Linked DNA regions of Zea mays: region 1 is linked to region 2. A link is a contact called in public Hi-C data. All regions are on one chromosome and are shown on one strand. The core of a region is the stretch at or near the end of the contact, and the rest is flanking DNA. Distances in the headings are between cores, read along the strand shown.

Region 1 (4,248 bases), core at 1,058-3,557, 120 kb before region 2:
ACACACACACACCAACATAAAGCGATAGCTTTTTAAAGTCGTAAGCCCAAACGACATCATCAAAGCAAAGCATGCCTTACTGTTGCACGCTTGCTAGAAAATAGGTAGGGCGCTAAAAAATGCATTTGGTATTGACCTTGGAAGGATATTGACGTGTAGATGATTTTATAGCATCAATTCACGAGCTATCTGAAAAATATTACTTTTTCATCATATTTCTAACATTGTTCCAATGTGATTTCAAGGAAAATCATTTGCATCATGTGGACTTTATCCAGACAGTACAACTTCCAGTGTCGAACAAGCCAAGAACAACACAAAATCTAGTGGCAATTATGTATTATGTGGTGCCACACACTACACCTATGGCTACAAGGCCATAACACCAGCCACATGCAGGAAAGAATGTTATTTAGTAAATTATGTCCACCATTTACAGACCCAACCAGTCCTCAGAAAAACAAGAACACCATGCATAACTTGCTAACTTCAACACCTCATGACATGCAATAAAAACACTCTTAGTATTTAGTAAATCATATTTTGTATTCCACGGTCCACCAATGTGACCATGAGACCATTGTTTTGGTTGAATCCACAACACTGATTTCTGCATCGGTAGGACTACGAAAAACAAAAAATTAGCAGGCTGTTTCTAGAGACCACAGGCTGACAAGTGACGGCAGCCTAGGATCAACATTTTCACACTATGTAACCTATGACAGCGGGAGTGACATGCTTAACCTTAACAGCACATGCAATGCCTAACAGTAGTGTTTGAGTATTTAGAAAATTGTTATGCTCTCTCAGGCCAGTTCACACAGCTGCATCTGTATAACGCAGAAAAGCACACACAGTTTTAGCAGACTGCCAGACTGATAACCTAGGTTACCCCGATATTTCACACAGGTTGCCTATCGCTATCGCTATCGCGATACGCCGATACATATCGGATACTCCGATGTGCCTCCAATATGGTATCAGGAAAATATTGAGGATATCACCGACAAAAATAAATAAATTTAATCCTGATATTTCATCGATACTCATCCAATACTTCACCTGATACATCGCAGCCCATAGCCCCTCAAAATGAAGCATATCGTCTCAGCAGCCTAGTTTGGTGGCCCATCATCTCAGCAGCCCAGTTCACGGCACATTACCTATCCCTGCTTATGACTACTCCCTCCGGTGTCCTATTAGCTGTCGTTTTGAACAAGGTTCGAGTCAAACTTATAAAATTTTGACTACAAATAACTATTTTGTTATTTAGTTTTGAAACCTAATATTTGTATGCACCGATTTGTCTTAAAAAGTACTTTTATACAAGTATAAATGTATTAAGAGTTTATTTGTATTTTAACAAAAAAATATTGGTCGAAGTTATATTTTGGAGCCCGTGTCATTGTCCTAAACGACAAATAAATAATAGGACACCGGAGGGAGTATGTTTTTACTATTTTTATTTGCTGATTGTTATGCTAGAGTGACAAATGTTTGAGTACGTATATTCTGATTTTTTACATTTATATACTTGGCGTATGCCGTATCACCGTAGCCATAACGCCGCATTGCATTGCAGATCAGCGCCAGTGTCACAGGACACTCCATTTAATTGTTGACTGGGGTAAAACGTAAGGCAAGCTAAGCTGACTACCTCAACAACTGGAGTGCAGCGAGCTACAATTGTACCAACTACCTTTGGTGCAACGATGGTGCAGCACAAATCGTTCATAACGAATTCGCACGCACCACAACAAAATCAGACGAACCATGCATCGACCTGAAACCCGAAAAATGCAAAATAGAGAGGAACGAAGCTCAAAATGACTAAGCGCGCTGCGCTAGTTCACTGCGGGGCATCACCACCCAGATCCCCTTTTCTGCGGTAACATAACCCCCAAGAGATCGAAGAGGAGGAACGCGGAAAGAGAGCGGACTTGCCTCTCCTGCCCGGCGGTGTCCCAGATCTGCGCCTTGACGGACTTGTGTTCGATGACGAGCGTCCGAGTCTGGAACTCGACCCCAATGGTGGCCTTCGAGTCGAGGCTAAACTCGTTGCGGGCGAAGCGCGCAAGGATCTGCGACTTGCCGACAGCGGAGTCGCCGATGAGCACCACCTTGAAGACGTAGTCCACCTTATCCCCGCCCCCCGCCATCGCCTCCTCCTCCTCCTCCCTTGCTAGCTCCGGATGTTTCGCTCGTGCGCAACGGAAGTTGGAAGCAGCGGCGGAGTCTCGGAGTGAGGCAGCGGAGTGCGCGTGGAATGCGGATGAAGGTCGGGCGAGTGGCTTGGTTGGAAAATACAGTATTTTTTATGGGTTTGAGATTTGAGACGAATTTTTTTGATTTGAGACGGGGCGCCGGGGCTGGGAGCCTGGGACGGACGACTCGTCTGTCGGCATCCGCCTTCTTTGCTCGGGCAGTTTTTTTTAAGCTGGGCTGGTTGCACGTCGGCTTCCGCCTTCTTTCCTCGGGCAGTTTTTTTTCTTTTAAGTTGGGCTGGTCGTGCGCCATGGGTGGTGGCAACTAGGACTCGATCTCCCATTCCCACGAGAAATTATTTTATTAGAGAATAAAAATAGAGAAGTTTCTTCTACCTTTAGATGTAATCATTCTGACGGGTAAACAGAGAATGGAGACAAAGATGGTGAAGCATTCTCCGTCCCCGTTTTCCGCGGGCCCATTAAATTTATATATAACGATGTTTTCGTATAATAATTAATTATAAAAATAAATAATTATATTGTTAAGAGATCACTCATTGTATAAATATATTTATTTTGATGTATACATAATGATTCTTACATCTAACAATGTATATAAATGACAATAGTTTGCATTAATAATATATGAAGTACATTCTAATTATAATTTGAGCGGGGACGGGATCCTCGACGGGAATTTAACCCTGCGGAGAACGGGGATGGTGAAAAATGCTCCACACAAGCATTTATGGAGATCCTCGTAGAGAAATGAGAGCTAAAACCCGACGCGTAATTCCCCGTTACCATCCCTAATGCTAGGACTCCTCACGCGTGCAGTGTTGCTGCGAAGTCTTCCTGGTATCGGTACTCCCAACCGGCCTCACTCTGTACGATCGATCCATTTTTCCCTTTCCAGAGAATTTTCGCCTTTTCTTCATTGATTGGTCCTAGAATCGCCGATGCTCACGAGGCGCCAGATTGCTTCTCCGTCAACCTCACTATGTCGACATTTTTGGCCCATCAACCATGTCGGCGGTCATGGAGGCTGCACAGAAGCTCCTCGGAGCGAGCACAAAATTCAATGCCAAGGAGCTCACCAACCTAGTCCCCAAGGTGCAGTTTGCGGATCTACGTGCCTCCCATCCTCGATCCCCAAATGCCAAAATGCTCCCATCCTTCCACCTCCCCCTTCCTTCACGTGTGGCATCTGGTTGTATCTCGCGTGTCTTTGGCTGTGTTGTAGGTATACATGTCCAAACGGGTGGGCCGTGCCGGACCGGCATGGGCCCGCCTTCGGCTCGGCACGTTTCAGCCTGGCACGTCTGGGCCCGTTAGGTTGACGGGTCGTGCCGGGCTGGGCAACCGTGCCACATCTCAGGCCCAAGCACGACACGAATATAGCCATGTCGTGTCGGGCCGGACCGGCCCGCAGCCCGTTAAGACCCACCATGCTTTGACCAGAGTGGGAAGGAAAATAAGGAAAAAAGCCTTAAAAAGCTTTACAAGGGCCGGCCCATAGCCCGTTAAGGCCCGCCATGCTTTGACCGGAGTGGGAAGGAAAATAACAAAAAAGCCTAAAAACAAGCTTTACAAGGATTTGAACCCTGGTTGGAGGCTTTAAAGTGCCTAGCCGTACCACTCTAAACGACTAAATCAAATTTATTTTGTGTCTAAACTATTAAAATTGCTTCTAATATACATAGAAATGCGCTGGGAAATTTAAAAAAATAACTAGGTCGTGCCAGCCCGATCCCGTCAACCACCGGATCGTGCCGTGTTCATGATGGGCCAAAAGCATGTCATTCCACAGGCCACTCGGCGGCCACGACCCACCTGAACATGTATAGTTGTAGGACAAGGAGCATGTCCTGTCCTTGAAGCCGACGTCATCGTTTCTCCACGTTGGTGTGCCCACCACCGTCATCAAGATTCTAGAGTCGTTCGAGTCACTACAGTACTACACCACCAGGTCGAGTTCGCCGTCGTCATCTCCCAGCACAGGCGCGAGATTCCTGAAAGGTAAATTAGGAAGGTTTTGTGA
Region 2 (4,358 bases), core at 1,477-3,976:
ATAAGTGATAATAAAGAACATTATTGGGTAACAAAAGTGGTCAAGGGCACAACTTGTCTGGCACTTGAGATTCCAGTTACCAGGGTGATTCTTCGGATCCTCGTGACCGCACTGCTAGTCGTGGAAATACAAACAGACACAGTATAGACAAAATTAACATCACACCAAACATAAGAACATACTGCATAATAATGATCTACGCGTTGCTACGAGATCGTAGGAACGAGAACCACTAAAATTGGAGTCATGGTTAAGGAGTTATGATTTTATAGAGGATTTATGTGATTAAAATATTAAACTATATCATAAATTGGTTAATATAAATCATATGAGAGGTTATTCTATAAATAATTATCTCAACTTTAATCTAAGTTGTGAATTGACCATAGATCATCTTCTAGTAGATTATAATGATAAGTAGATTAACAAGACTAACCCACATAAATTAAATAAAGATCTAATTAGAAAAGAATGAGACATGGTATAATAAATGTTGTTACTGCGTAGTAAATACTTGTACAAGACTAACGCAACTTGAATGGATCAAATCGGAGTTAAAATGGGGGAGCTATGAATTTCTGAAGATTTTATGCGTTTGGTACAAGATTAAATAGGATATTAATTTTAATGTGACTTTCATGTCAAAACAGTGGTACTAGATGACAAACAACAATATTACAAAATTATAGGAATTGGAATTGGCTAAAAAGGAGTTAAAATGCATTTTCTAGGAATTAATTAAGTTCCTATAATTATTCTCACATAAAAATGTATTTTCTAAATGAATTCTTTTGATTTTCTGTTCACTGGACCGAACACAAAATTTACTGAAACGTGGGGGCGAAATCATAAGTGATGCACAGACTCAGCCCAACCCCGCAGTGGACTGCGGGTTGATATGACAAAAGGACAAGGGCTATTTTATAAAGCTGGCCAGTTGAAGGGGTATGGTGAGTTCTGGGCCGTTGGATTCAAATCGCGCGACCAGGATTAGATTTCACCGCGGCTAACTCAGGGTGTAACCAGAACCGAGGGATCAGGATCCAACGTCGAGGATTCCTAGATCCAATTCTATTCGTCAGATCGGTGATCAACGACCTCGATTTAATGTCGTGAAGGGGTATATCCCGTTTCTAATCAGAGCCGTAGACCGCACAACCGACGGACACGATCTGCCTAACCCTATCTGCGTCGCGACCTGGCGACGCCGCCCACCAAATCACATCGGCGAACCCCAGGGCGGTGGTGACCTCGCCGAGGAAGCCCCATTCTACACAATGATCCCCCGAATTCCATTCTAATATACTCTAGACGAAGCTACGACTACGCCCAACCTGGACAACCATCACACGAGTTGAATCGCCCCGAGACGGCGTTGGTCTACCTCCCATGGCGACTCTACGGCGCGGTTGAAGCCCGATGAGCAATTACCGGCCAACCGCCGACCCAACTACCACCCTAACGGTGTCACACGACCCTACGGATGTAAAGAACAGGCTCGTGCACTTACCAGAGGTCAGGGTGACGGCGGCGAGCTTGGCCACGGCGCGGTCGACGACAATGGCGCAAGTGTACCCTCCGGTCTCCTCCCACCGTGTCTCTCTCTCGTCATTCGCGGTAAAAAGGGAGGAATAGAGGAAGGGGGATGGCGTACGACTCGGCTGTGCCTGGTTTTGTAGCCCGGGGTGAGGCTGACGATGCGCGTGAGGAAAGATTGGCCGAAGCAGATTGGGCCCAGTTAGGTTTTACATTTTTCTTTTTATTTTCTTTTCTTTGTAATTTCTTTTCCTTTTCCTTTTCAAATCCAAAATTTGAATTCAAATTCCTCAGAAGAATTTATAATCCTTTTAAGTATTCAGTTTGGACAAATCAGTGGGATGAATTTATATATTTATAAATTTTATCTTGTCTTTTATAGTATTTCTCTCTTAAATTCTAAATCCAAATTTAAATTCCAGTTTGGATTCAAAATTGGTGGCAATTTATCCTCAGATTATGTTGCACAATTATTGTACTAATTTTGAAAGTATGATTCTATATATACTTTATGTGAGTTTTATATTCCTTATTTCTTTCTCTTTAGAAAAAAATAGTATTTTGAATGTGGAACAAGAAGTAAAGGTTACTTCAAAGTTAACTATTCATGTGAATAAATGCTTATGGTGCATCATTTAATGATATGCATCATTATTTAATTGAATAGAAAATTTTTCTTTTACTTATTTTCTAGAATACTTCTTGATTTTAGAAATTCAGTCCTCAAATTTCACACTTAAGTATGATTTGAGATGTCTGAATTTACTATTTTTATTTCTTCATATATTTATTTTATTATTTATATTTATTTTTTCTTATACACATTTTGGGCTTTACAGTATGAACTTTTGGGCATCAGGGGTAGGCAGCATGTATGTCTTGCATTCTTGCTGCTATTGTTATTATTTACGAAGTATGAACTTATGGTTGTATGAACTTAGACTGACATGTCTTGTTGTTATTGTTATGAAGTATGAGCTTATGGGCATCATCCATCAGAGCTAGTGGGTGTTAGACGGTTACACAGCTGCGAGCCTAGGCCAGCGCAACACGGTAGCACGGCTTAGCCCGACGACACAACACGACCCGAGTAAGTGTAATAGTGTTGTTCTTGTACTCAGGCTCAGGCTCAGGCTCAGGTCCACATGTCGGCCCGGCCCGATCCAAAATATAATCATGCCATGCCTCGGTCCAACTAAGTTGGTCCGGCTTGGGTTGTGCTCACGCCGTGCTGATTGGACACGGCTCATTGGACAGTATAGCTACGAGCTTTTTACCATTGCACCTAGATGCATGAATGGGCCGAAAATCAAAACGTAGCAGAAACTTCCACCTGGGCTTAAAAAGCCAAATGGAGTGGTACAGTGAGCTGGCTATGGCTAATAATGTGCGAAGCGAATAGTGGATATATAGCCAGGTCCATTTCGTACAGTACAGGGTTGCAAAAAAGAATTAATCAACGACCTTTGTTTTACGGAACTAGCCAAATAAACTGTAACTCCGCCGCATCAACCTGGCGCATGACTTTGATGAGATTGCGAAAAAGGGCAAATAGAGGTACCGAATAACTTTTGAATCTGTAAGATATACGCACACAACAAATATAGTTTCAAATAATCTAGGTAGCGTTTGATTCCGGAGTCCGTTGATATAGAGCGGCTCTATACCAGCTAGTAGCTATGTCCGGAAGATTTTAGAGAGCCAAATGGTTCAGTATTTAAACATAATTTTTCCTTTTTAGAGTCATTATATTATACATCAAACCAATTCAATCAGGAACCAAACACTATCTAAAGGCGTATTTAGTATGGCTTTGCTTCCCTCCGGAGTAGTTCTACTCCAAACTCTAAGGCTCTGCTCTAGAGTTTAGATTATTTTCTCATTGCCAGTAACATTTGTGGGTAAATTTTGTGGGTAAATCCAAATTTCATATTAGGTTGCTTTTTAGAGTTTTCAGAACAGCAAAAAGATACTCCAAAATTTTATATTACGGCTCTGAAAACCCCATGAAGTTTATAACTCTAAAATTATGGTGTTTGGTAGGCTCTAGCTCCAGCTCCCTTTGAGTTTTACTTTAGAGTCATACCAAACACGCACTAAAAACTGCTCTAAAAACTATTGACCTGATCAGACTAGAGAAGAAAAAAAAGACTTTCTGTAACTTCCATATTAGCCGGTTAAAAGTTAAAAACTTAACTCATAAACCTCTCTTATGGATTATATAAAGAGGGACAGAGTAATCCAACTTGTAAGGAACCCAAGCAAGCATAATCAACAATCCAACACAACTAACTAGACATAATATATATTACGCACGCTGTTCAATGGTCTGAACCAGTATAAATCAATATCTTTGCATTTATCGTTGAGTTTAGCCTGTGCTGAATCCCACCGATTCCTACTCTGTGTAAGTCCATAGAAGTACTGTGGATCATCAAACACAGACTCCTAGTTCTAACAGAATCTTCTGTACAGGGCAAGAAAAGTATCAACAAATAATTACGTTTGAAAGCAAGCAAAATACTTTGTTATTTACAGTAAGCACTATTGGAAGATCTGTTGGATGACTGCTTCTGCATTTCCATTGTACTGCATGAGGAGTTGGATGGCGTCCGCCCTTGGCAACGCAAGGAATTCCTACAGACAGTAAGATGGTAAATAGACAATTAGATTCAATCTCACAGGTTTGACATCTTAAGTGATGACAATAAAATATTCTGCTGATACGTAAACAAAGTGACAAAAAGTGCAATAAATTCTACTACGGTACGCTCAGTCCTAGGCAATTACCAATTTGAAAAGTAGATTTCAAAACCCTACAA

The links. A called contact is a pair of places that touch in the nucleus more often than the background predicts.
Region 1: a contact with region 2 is called in a Hi-C map of leaf mesophyll, with 2.5 times the contacts expected there. The contact joins the promoter of LOC100283230 here to the enhancer-like site in region 2. A contact is called at or near these places in 8 of 25 Hi-C or Micro-C datasets (bundle sheath, ear, endosperm and 3 more).

What each region holds. Positions count from the first base shown.
Region 1 is chr5:39,252,273-39,256,520 of Zm-B73-REFERENCE-NAM-5.0, reverse strand. LOC100283230 reads right to left here and starts at 2,307. Exons shown (of 2, transcript NM_001156132.1): 1 at 1,945-2,307. The coding sequence starts at 2,159.
Region 2 is chr5:39,137,574-39,141,931 of Zm-B73-REFERENCE-NAM-5.0, reverse strand. It overlaps LOC100383390, which reads right to left. Exons shown (of 12, transcript NM_001176045.1): 12 at 3,823-4,173. The coding sequence ends at 4,081. Among protein-coding and RNA genes, the nearest start is that of LOC100383390, 22 kb to the right of the region's middle. Within about 2 kb of position 2,726, at least 17 of the 20 cell types and tissues checked have an H3K27ac peak or open chromatin away from gene starts, as enhancers often do. A contact at or near this core is called in bundle sheath, ear, endosperm and 3 more, where this site is marked.